Regions from separate parts of the Nomascus leucogenys genome. Here region 2 is linked to region 1. The links are chromatin contacts, called in public Hi-C maps. All regions are on one chromosome and are shown on one strand. Each heading gives the region's core, a stretch centred on a gene start, on an enhancer-like site or on the middle of the called end of the contact. The rest is flanking DNA. Distances are from core to core; before and after follow the strand shown. Region 1 has its middle 30 kb from the start of TOX2. Region 2 has its middle 25 kb from the start of GTSF1L.

Region 1 (4,258 bases), core at 904-3,403:
GAAATGTTCTCTATCTGGACTGGGATGTTGGTTACATGAGTGTTAATATTTATCAAAACTCATGGAACTGTACACTTAAAATCTTCATGTTATTGTATGTAAATCATATCTCAGTAAAAAATGAGCTAAAAATAATTTGCCCTAGGTCACTAAGCAACAAATGGACATTTGAAGCCAGGCTTGCCCAGTTCTGATGGCCAGTTTACACTAGTCTGCCATAGTTGAGCAGGGATCCCCCAGCTGTCCCCCAACTTGGTAAGATGCCTTGCCAAAATCTGAACCAGGGGTTCATAGTTACCCTAAGAATGATGTTACAGGCTCTAAACCCCTAAACCGTGACAGAGACTTGCAAAAAAGCCAAACAAGTGTCCTTCTGGGAGTCAAACCTGGGCTCAGGCCTCATCTTTGCTCCTTACTTGCTGTGTAATCTGTGAGTTACACTCCTCTGTGACTCAGTTTCCCCTTCTGTAATGCAAAGAAGGAGGAGATCAATGGTTCCCAGCATGGAGCCACAGATCCTGGGAGCCATGGGGCCACAAATCCCTATGCTCAAAAAGCACCTTTATTACATTAAATAGTAATGAGTCTTCTTCATACCTGTTAAGCTATTTTTCTAACGCATGCTAATATTGTGATTAATAAAATACACATCTATTTCAAAGCAAAAATAAAACCATAACAGCTTTTCATTAGTGTGTATTTTCTCAAACAAAAGATACCAAAAGAACAACCAATGTTCGTGACTTTGGTTTAAAGAGGCTGGGAATCTCTGTGTAGAGGATTGCTAAGGGGACAGTCGCCAAGGGGATAGTCACCAAGGGGACGGTCGCCAAGAGCCCTTCCAGGTCAACTGCCCCATAGTTGTCGGGCATCACTTGGGCAAATGCTTGCCCTTATGTATATAAAGCCTGGCTCCCTGTGCAATGAGCCTCTTGTCTGGGGACAGAGCCCCCCATGTGTGGGTGTGTCCACCCCACAATGTGTGGATTCAGCCAGGCCTACAGGCCCCAAGTGTGGTCACTACTGCGCCCTGAGCCTGTTTCCCTCCAGCTTTGACAGTGACCTAGTGTAAAGGTGGAGCTTGGGCATTTCCCTCCCCAACCCCTCCCCATCCACTTCTTGAGCCAGAAAAGGGGAGTTCCTGATCACAGCCTGGCCCTACCCCCCAACCGCCACCACTAAGGCCATGCCCACTTGGGAATCCCTTATCAAAAGACCTCTAGCCCCTAACTGAGTACAGTGACCTCTGCCCTCCCGCCTCACCCTGCTCTAGCCTGAAGGACTGAGTAGCAGGTTTCACATCCAAGTGCAAAGTCAGACCTTCCTTTCACCTATCCAGTGGCTCAGCGCATCCCCACCCCCATCCCTGCCCCGCCTCACTCTGGACACATCCTCAGCTATGGGCCGGGGTCCTACATCCCACACAGAAAGAAACCAGAATCGCCGGCTTCTCCTTCCCTCCCTGACGGGCCCTTCCCGGCGAGATTCACACAGGTTCTGGTGCTGAGTCAGAGGTTTACAGAGCATCAGAATAAAGCAGGAGCCTCGGCTGAGTCCTGCCTCCAAAGGCCCCTATTTGGGACAGCCCCACCCTGGCGAGATTTATAGAAACACCACCCTCAAACGGAGCGCTCCAGGCTAAGCCCCCACCCACTCAGACTTTGAGGCACAAATGCCCAGCCCACCCACACCCGCAAACCAGACGCTGGCACCTACCTCGCCAACTTCACATTTTGAAAAATAACAAAGCCAAGGGCAGAAGACAGACCAGCTGCCCCCACACCCAACCTTCTCCTCCCTGAAAACTCCACTTGCTACTTTTAATCTATTTTCCTCCATCAGACTGGAGGCAGCTCCCGGCCTTCTCCTGAGGCTACCATCCCCCCTCATCGGCTTCTAACTTTGCAGGTCACTGGACAAAAGAGAACCACCGCCACTCTTCGCGAGACCTCACTTGTCGCCCACCACCGCCCCACATCGCGCAGGCCCTAGTGGCCTGGATGCTTGCCGACCCTGGCGAATTGCAGGGAGGCTTTGCCAGAAGCCGCTCCCCTGGGGCCTGAGGGTGCACTCAGGGAGGCCCAGCCCGGGAGGCCCCGGGATCCGCGCCGGGACGCCCCTCTCCTGCCTCATCCCCACTACCAGGGGCCTGACGAAAAGCCTGCGAGGTTGGGGAGAGACCCTGGGGGGCGCCGATCCAGCCACTGGACGCGCACTCACCCCGCATTGCCACGGAGCCCGCGCGTCTGCGCCAGGGCCGCGGGAAACCCACGCGCGCTGTTCAATCCGGGCTCCGAGTGACGAAAAGCCGCGCTTGGCTGCAGCCGGCCCGGGACCGACGCACCGACTGGCGGACGCGCGGACAGTCTGGCTTCCTAACTAAGTTTGAAAGTTCCCTCCCCGGCGACCGAAGGGGACGCGGACTGCACAGAGGCACCCAACCCCTCCGGGCTGGGCCAGTCGGGGCAGTGGGACCTGACGCCTCGGGTTCGGGGTTCCAGGCACGCAAGCCTCCATCACTGGGAATGCGCCCGGCGAAGCGCAGCGGGGACCTGGCTGGGGTGGGGGGGTAGGTCCTGGAAACGTGGAGGAGGGAGGGTGTCCCGCACTACAGCCCCAGCCTGGAGGGACGCCGGCTCACCGCTCCCGGGAGGGGACAGGCCTCGATTGGCCGGCCGCAGCCTACTCGGAATCCGAGGCCCCGCCGGGCAGTGACGGCCAATTAGTAAACTGCCCAATTAGTGTGCTGCGGCGCTGAGAAGTTAAACCTCGACGCGCGAGTGTGGATGACCGAGGTGTGGCCGCCCCTGGGTGTGACCGCGTGTGACTGTGTGGCCGTCAGGACGATCTGTGTCTGAGGCTCACCGTCCAGGGGGGTGGCTGTGTGTGACAGCGTGCGCCTGGGTGAGGCGTTGTGGCTGCGAGCGTGTGACTGTCGGGCGACTTCTTTGTGTGACTGTCCCCCGTTGTGCCTGGTTGTGACAGCGGGTGGGGGCATGTCACGGTGTGTGGGGCATCGGAGCGTCTGTGGGTGACTCGTCTGTGGCGGTGAGACTGTTCGCGGGTGAGTGGTCGCGTGTCGTTGTGTATAAGTGACTGTCAGGGTGACTTGCGTGGGACGGCGGGACCGTGTAAGCAGTGCCTGGCCGCCTGCGTGTGGCCGTGGGTCACTGTGACGGCTTGTGAATGACTGCGAGGCTGTCAGGGGGACGCGAATGAGGGGCCACTGTGTCGTCGCAAGGGTGGCTGTCGGGATGACTTCTGCCCGCGATCCCAACAACTCAGGGCGTGAGCGTGGCCGCGAGGGGATCGATGTGAGCCGCCGGTGCCCGTCGGCGGGGCTGATGTGCGCGGCCCCGTGTGACCCCGGGAGCGCCTGAGTCCCGAGCTGCCAGGTGACTCCGGCCCCGCCCGCGGGGGACCCCCGCCCGCCCCCGCCTACCTTGCCGCCTTGGTAATAGTCCAGGTGCGCCAGGCCGGCCGGCTCGGCCCCGGGCCGCGCGCCCACCGCGGGCGCCGAGGGGTACAGGCGGACGTCCATGGCGGGCGCGGCGGCGGCGGCGGCTCCCGCTGGCAGTGCCTGGGCGGGCGGCGGGTGGGAGCCAGTGTGCGAGCGGGACTGCGAGCGCGGGGGGCGGGCCGGGGGCGGCGCCCAGAGGACCGCCCCGCCCCCGCCCCCGCCCCGCCCGCGCGCGCTATTGTTCCGGCCTCGGGCGCTGCCGAGGGCCGGGGGCCCGGGCCGGGGCGGGGAGGTCCTTCCTCCGGGCTGGGCCGCCTCCGGGTCCCCCGCCCGGCCCTGCATCCCTGAGGGGGGCGCGCCTCTCCAGACGGCGCTTTTCCGTCCCGGCTTTCGCCACCCACGGTGAGGAGAGAAGCCCGAACGGCACCCCTCCCCAGAAGTGGGACACTCCCTTGCCCTAAATATTTGAGGCGGCGCTAGCCCCCGCCCCGCGGCGTGGGTGCGGGGGGAGAAGAGAAAGGTGGTGACAGGACCACTTTGGAGATGGGTGCTGCCTTACCTGGGCGGACGCAGGCCAGCGCCGGAGGATACTCTTAGCATGCCCGCCCCCTCCTCGTCTCACTGATTTGAGTCAGCTTGAGAGCCCCCCCTGGAGATTGCCGCGCTTAAACTCTCACTCATATATGGGGAAACTGAGTCAAAGACTTGCAGCATCAGTAATGGAGCTCCAGGCAGGTGGGCTCCATTGCTCCCAAAGGATCCAGAGCTGAAACCACTTGGAGAAGGCAGCAGGACCCC
Region 2 (4,258 bases), core at 1,245-3,744, 160 kb after region 1:
AACAACATCCCCTTGGTACTGTTATTGTTGAGTGAGTGAGTGAGTTATTGCAAGATCTGGCTGTTTAAAAACATGTAGCAGGCTGGGCGCGGTGGCTCACGCCTGTAATCCCAGCACTTTGGGAGGCCCAGGCGTGCGGATCATGAGGTCAGGAGATCAAGAACATCCTGGCTAACACGGTGAAATCCTGTCTCTACTAAAAAATACAAAAAATTAGCTGCGTGTGGTGGTGGGCACCTGCAGTCCCAGCTACTTGGGAGGCTGAGGCAGGAGAATGGCGTGAACCCAGGAGGTGGAACTTGCAGTGAGCCGAGATCGTGCCACTGCACTCCAGCCTGGGCGACAGAGTGAGACTCCATCTCAAAAAAAAAAAAAAAAAAAAAAAAAAGCGTGTAGAAGTGCCCCATTTTCCACTCACTCCTACTCTGGCCATGCAATGCATGTGCCATGATTGGAAGCCTTCTGAGGCCTCCTCAGAAGCCAAGCAGATGCCAGCATCTGTATTGCCTGCAGAATCATGTGGCAATTAAACCTCTTTTCTTTATAAATTACCCAGTCTCAGGTATTTCTTTACAGCAGTGCGAGAACAGATGAATACAGAGGATCTCTGGAGCCTAGGAGTTCGAGCCCAGGAGTGAGCCATGATCACACCACTGTACTCCAGCCTGGGCAACAGAGTGAGACCCTGTCTCTAAAAAATCGTAATAATAATAATTTGAAAAATAATATTCATATGTCTGGGGGATCTTCAGATCCATCCCTAGAGGGTGTCAAGGGTTGAGCAAGAATGTTTACTTGTGTCAAGCCATTTATATTTATTTTAGTGTGACTGTAAATTATGCCTTATATTAAATACATTACTGATGATAATTAATGGTGGCTTACGTTCAATTTCAGTTCTGTTCTCATTTTGATAAGAATAACCGGTCAGGTGGCCAGGCGCAGTGCCTCACGCCTGTAATCTCATCACTTTGGGAAGCCAAGGTGGGTGGATCACTTGAGGCCATGAGTTCAAGACCAGCCTGGCCAACATGGCATAAACCCCATCTCTGCTAAAATGTAAAAGTTAGCTGGCACAATGGTGCATGCCTGTAGTTCCAGCTACTCAGGAGGCTGAGATGGGGGGATGGCTTGAGCCCAGGAGACAGAGCAATCACACCACTGCACGCCAGCCTGGGCAACCGAGCTAGACCCTGTCTCAAGAAAAAAAAAAAAGAATAACCAGTCAAGGCACTATAATCTCACATGGGTAACTGACCTGTAGCCAACCCCACCGTTTGGAGTGAAGTTCAGGTCCAGACACAAGCACTTACATACTTGATGTCAGACATCCAAGGCAGGGGGTAGACGTGGGATGCTCAGGAGGATACGCCCCATGTGGCATCTGATCAAGTCTGGCTTAGGTCTAAGGACAACGTTCAGGACAAAAACTATGCCTTTCCCATTTTACCACTGAAGATGCCTTAGGCAACCAATAAAGTGGACGGTGCAGGACCACAGCCCTACACAGCAACATTCTTGCATCACTCGGCTCCACCACAGGAAGTCTCACACCACGGAGTCTGACCACAGGAACGGGCAAATGAAAAGTCACGCAGCTATATGGGCAATGGAGCTTCCCTGCCTCCAGTTCCTGGCCAGGAAGTGGGGGCTGGGTAGAGAAATCTGGAAGCTGCCTGCCTACCTACCAGGTCTCCACTCTGTTTTGCTATGAAGCCTCTAAGGCTTGATACCTGTTAATGGACATATTTGTTGTCAGAAATAAATGAGATGGTGGGGTCAGTTTCCAAAGTCAACAACAGTTTGAATCAAATAGGCTTGGGCACACATGCCACCTCTGCCCCTTGCTCCCTGTGTGGCCTTAGGAAAATTACTCAGCCCCTCTGCCCCTCAGAGGTGGGAATAATGTGAGAAGGAAATGAGTGCCTGCACTTGGCCCTTAGAAAGCCCCAATCCATGTTCAGCCCTGATACCAGCTTCACGAATGTTCCCTTGCAAGTCCCAGAGACAGGACTTCCTGAAGGGTCCAGGTGCCTTCAGGCCCCCTTGGGTCTGTGAGTACTGGACCACATGCATCCCCAGATTAGACCTCAAGGACTTGGAATCCCCACATCAGGCCACAGTGGATTTATGCATCTCCAGACAGGACCAAGGGACTCACGCATCCCCAGATTAAACCACTGACCCATAGGGCAAGGAACTAGGGTGATTTGTTCTCAATGGAGTCTGGAGAAGATTTAGAGTTGCTAGACTTCAAGGGTGGGGGCGGCAAATGGGGAGTGAAATAAACCAACACTTGGGGAAATCTAAAATGCTCAAAAGGAAACTAAAACCCAGGAGCTGAAGGTAACATCCAAAGTCACACCACCAGCGAAGGCCATAGAACAACAAAACTAGAGAAGTTCTTGGAGAGCATCTGGTCTAGCCCTTCATTTTCCAGATGAGGAAACTAAGGCCCAAAGAAAGGAGGAAGTTAACCTAAGCCACATGGTCCACTTGTGGCAAAGCCATCCCTCAGACTCAGATCCCAGATTTGAGGTCTGGCGTCCCCTCCATTCCCCAACACCAGCACCCACGTTGCACACCCTTCACCATCTAGCAGAGATCTCCCCAGGGCTGCCATGAGCTGCCCCATGACACTCCAAGGAGCTGATGCAAAACATTTTGTTTTGCACCATGCCTGTGGGGACAGCTGAGTTAAATCGAATGCTCACAGTCATTATGCTCAGAAACCAAGCAAGAGTTCCATCTATTGGGGTTTCAGAATGAATCAGATTTCCAAACTCTCCTCTCTCCACCTCATCGCATGTCTGTATATGGTAACCTTTCAAAAGTGAGTCTAATAATTAGTCATCTTGGCCTAGTTCAAGACAATAGTATGTTCTCCAATTTCACTTTGTTTTCAACAAGACAGCGATGCCAGCGGTAATGTTCACCGTGGTTAAACACGCTTCTCAGCTGGTCCCTGCAGGCGGCCGAGACAGCTCTGGTCCCCGCAGTTGCCCAGTGCTTCCCCACAGCTCTCTAACCAGGCTGTACCCTCTGCCCAGATCCACCTCCACCCCCAATATTGACACCAACTATGTACCAGGCACTACATTAGATGCTTTAGGCTCATCATTACATTTTATCCTCTTTGCAAGATAGATTGTTCTCTTGTTGTCCCATTTGAAGATGGGAAATTTGAGAACCTGAGGGTACTGGTCCTTGTCTACTGCCCATACCCCAGGTCCAGCCAGTCCCTCTCTTCCTCCCTGCTCCAACCACACTGTTCTGCCAAGGAAATGAGCTCATTTCCACCTCAGGGCCTTTGCACATGAGATTCCTCTGTCTGAAACACTCTTCCCTCTGACTCCGCCTGGTTCACTCCTTCTCACCCTCAGATTTCAATTCAAGCATAATTTCCTAAGGGAAGAATCCTTCACATCCTCAGGTTCCTAGAGCTCTTTTCATCCACACCGCACCCTATGAATCCCTCCTCCTTCAAGGCAGCTCCTATAAATTGTAATTTTATTTTAAATATTTGTAAAGATGGGGTCTTGCTATATTACCCAGGCTGGTCTTGAACTCCTGGCCTCAAGCAACCCTCCCACCTTGGCCTCCCAAAGTGTTGCGATTACAAGTGTGAGCCACTGCGCTCAGCCTAACATGTAATTTTATATGTAAGGAATTATTTGCTACTCTCTGGCTCCTCCACACAAGCATGAATTCTAGGAGGGCAGGGATGGTGTCTGTGTTGCCCACCACTGTATCTCCACACACAGAAAGGACCCATAGTGAGGGTTTAGTTATCATATATTTATGGATGATGGATGGATGAGTGGTCAGATGCAAAATGCTTAATGAAGAATTTACCACCCATTCAAGTAAGAGGTGGGCCCAAATGCAAGCCCAGGCCTCTGACCAGCAATCTTTCTCGGTGTGTGTGATAATCCTCTGCACACACACACACACATCACCCCCAAACTCTGACCCTGGGAGACAGTGCCCACCTCCCTGCAGCAGTGTTCTCAAAACTCCCCTGACCAGCACCCCACTGTCCAAACCCCCCCAGCTCCCACGCCACACACCTGGAGCTTCAGGGATGCTGATTCTGTGGGTCCAGGAAGGCCCCAAACTCTACACTGTTAACAAGCACCCAGGTAATTTAGAAGGGAGTGTGTCCCAGAGCTCGTTTGAGGATCTCTGGACTAAGGTGAGTCCAGGCAAACCCGAATCCCCAGGGAGAGCCGCCCAGCGCCACCCCAGGCCGCCCGTG

The links. Hi-C and Micro-C count contacts between places; a contact is called where the count stands out from the background.
Region 2: a contact with region 1 is called in a Hi-C map of a lymphoblastoid cell line, with 3 times the contacts expected there. The contact joins two enhancer-like sites. A contact is called at or near these places in 2 of 4 Hi-C or Micro-C datasets (a lymphoblastoid cell line and an unstated tissue).

The regions. Positions count from the first base shown.
Region 1 is chr13:20,108,163-20,112,420 of Asia_NLE_v1, forward strand. No RefSeq gene overlaps it. Among named protein-coding and RNA genes, the nearest start is that of TOX2, 30 kb to the left of the region's middle. Within about 2 kb of position 2,154, the one cell type or tissue checked has an H3K27ac peak away from gene starts, as active enhancers do. A contact at or near this core is called in a lymphoblastoid cell line, where this site is marked.
Region 2 is chr13:20,268,202-20,272,459 of Asia_NLE_v1, forward strand. No RefSeq gene overlaps it. Among named protein-coding and RNA genes, the nearest start is that of GTSF1L, 25 kb to the right of the region's middle. Within about 2 kb of position 2,495, the one cell type or tissue checked has an H3K27ac peak away from gene starts, as active enhancers do. A contact at or near this core is called in a lymphoblastoid cell line, where this site is marked.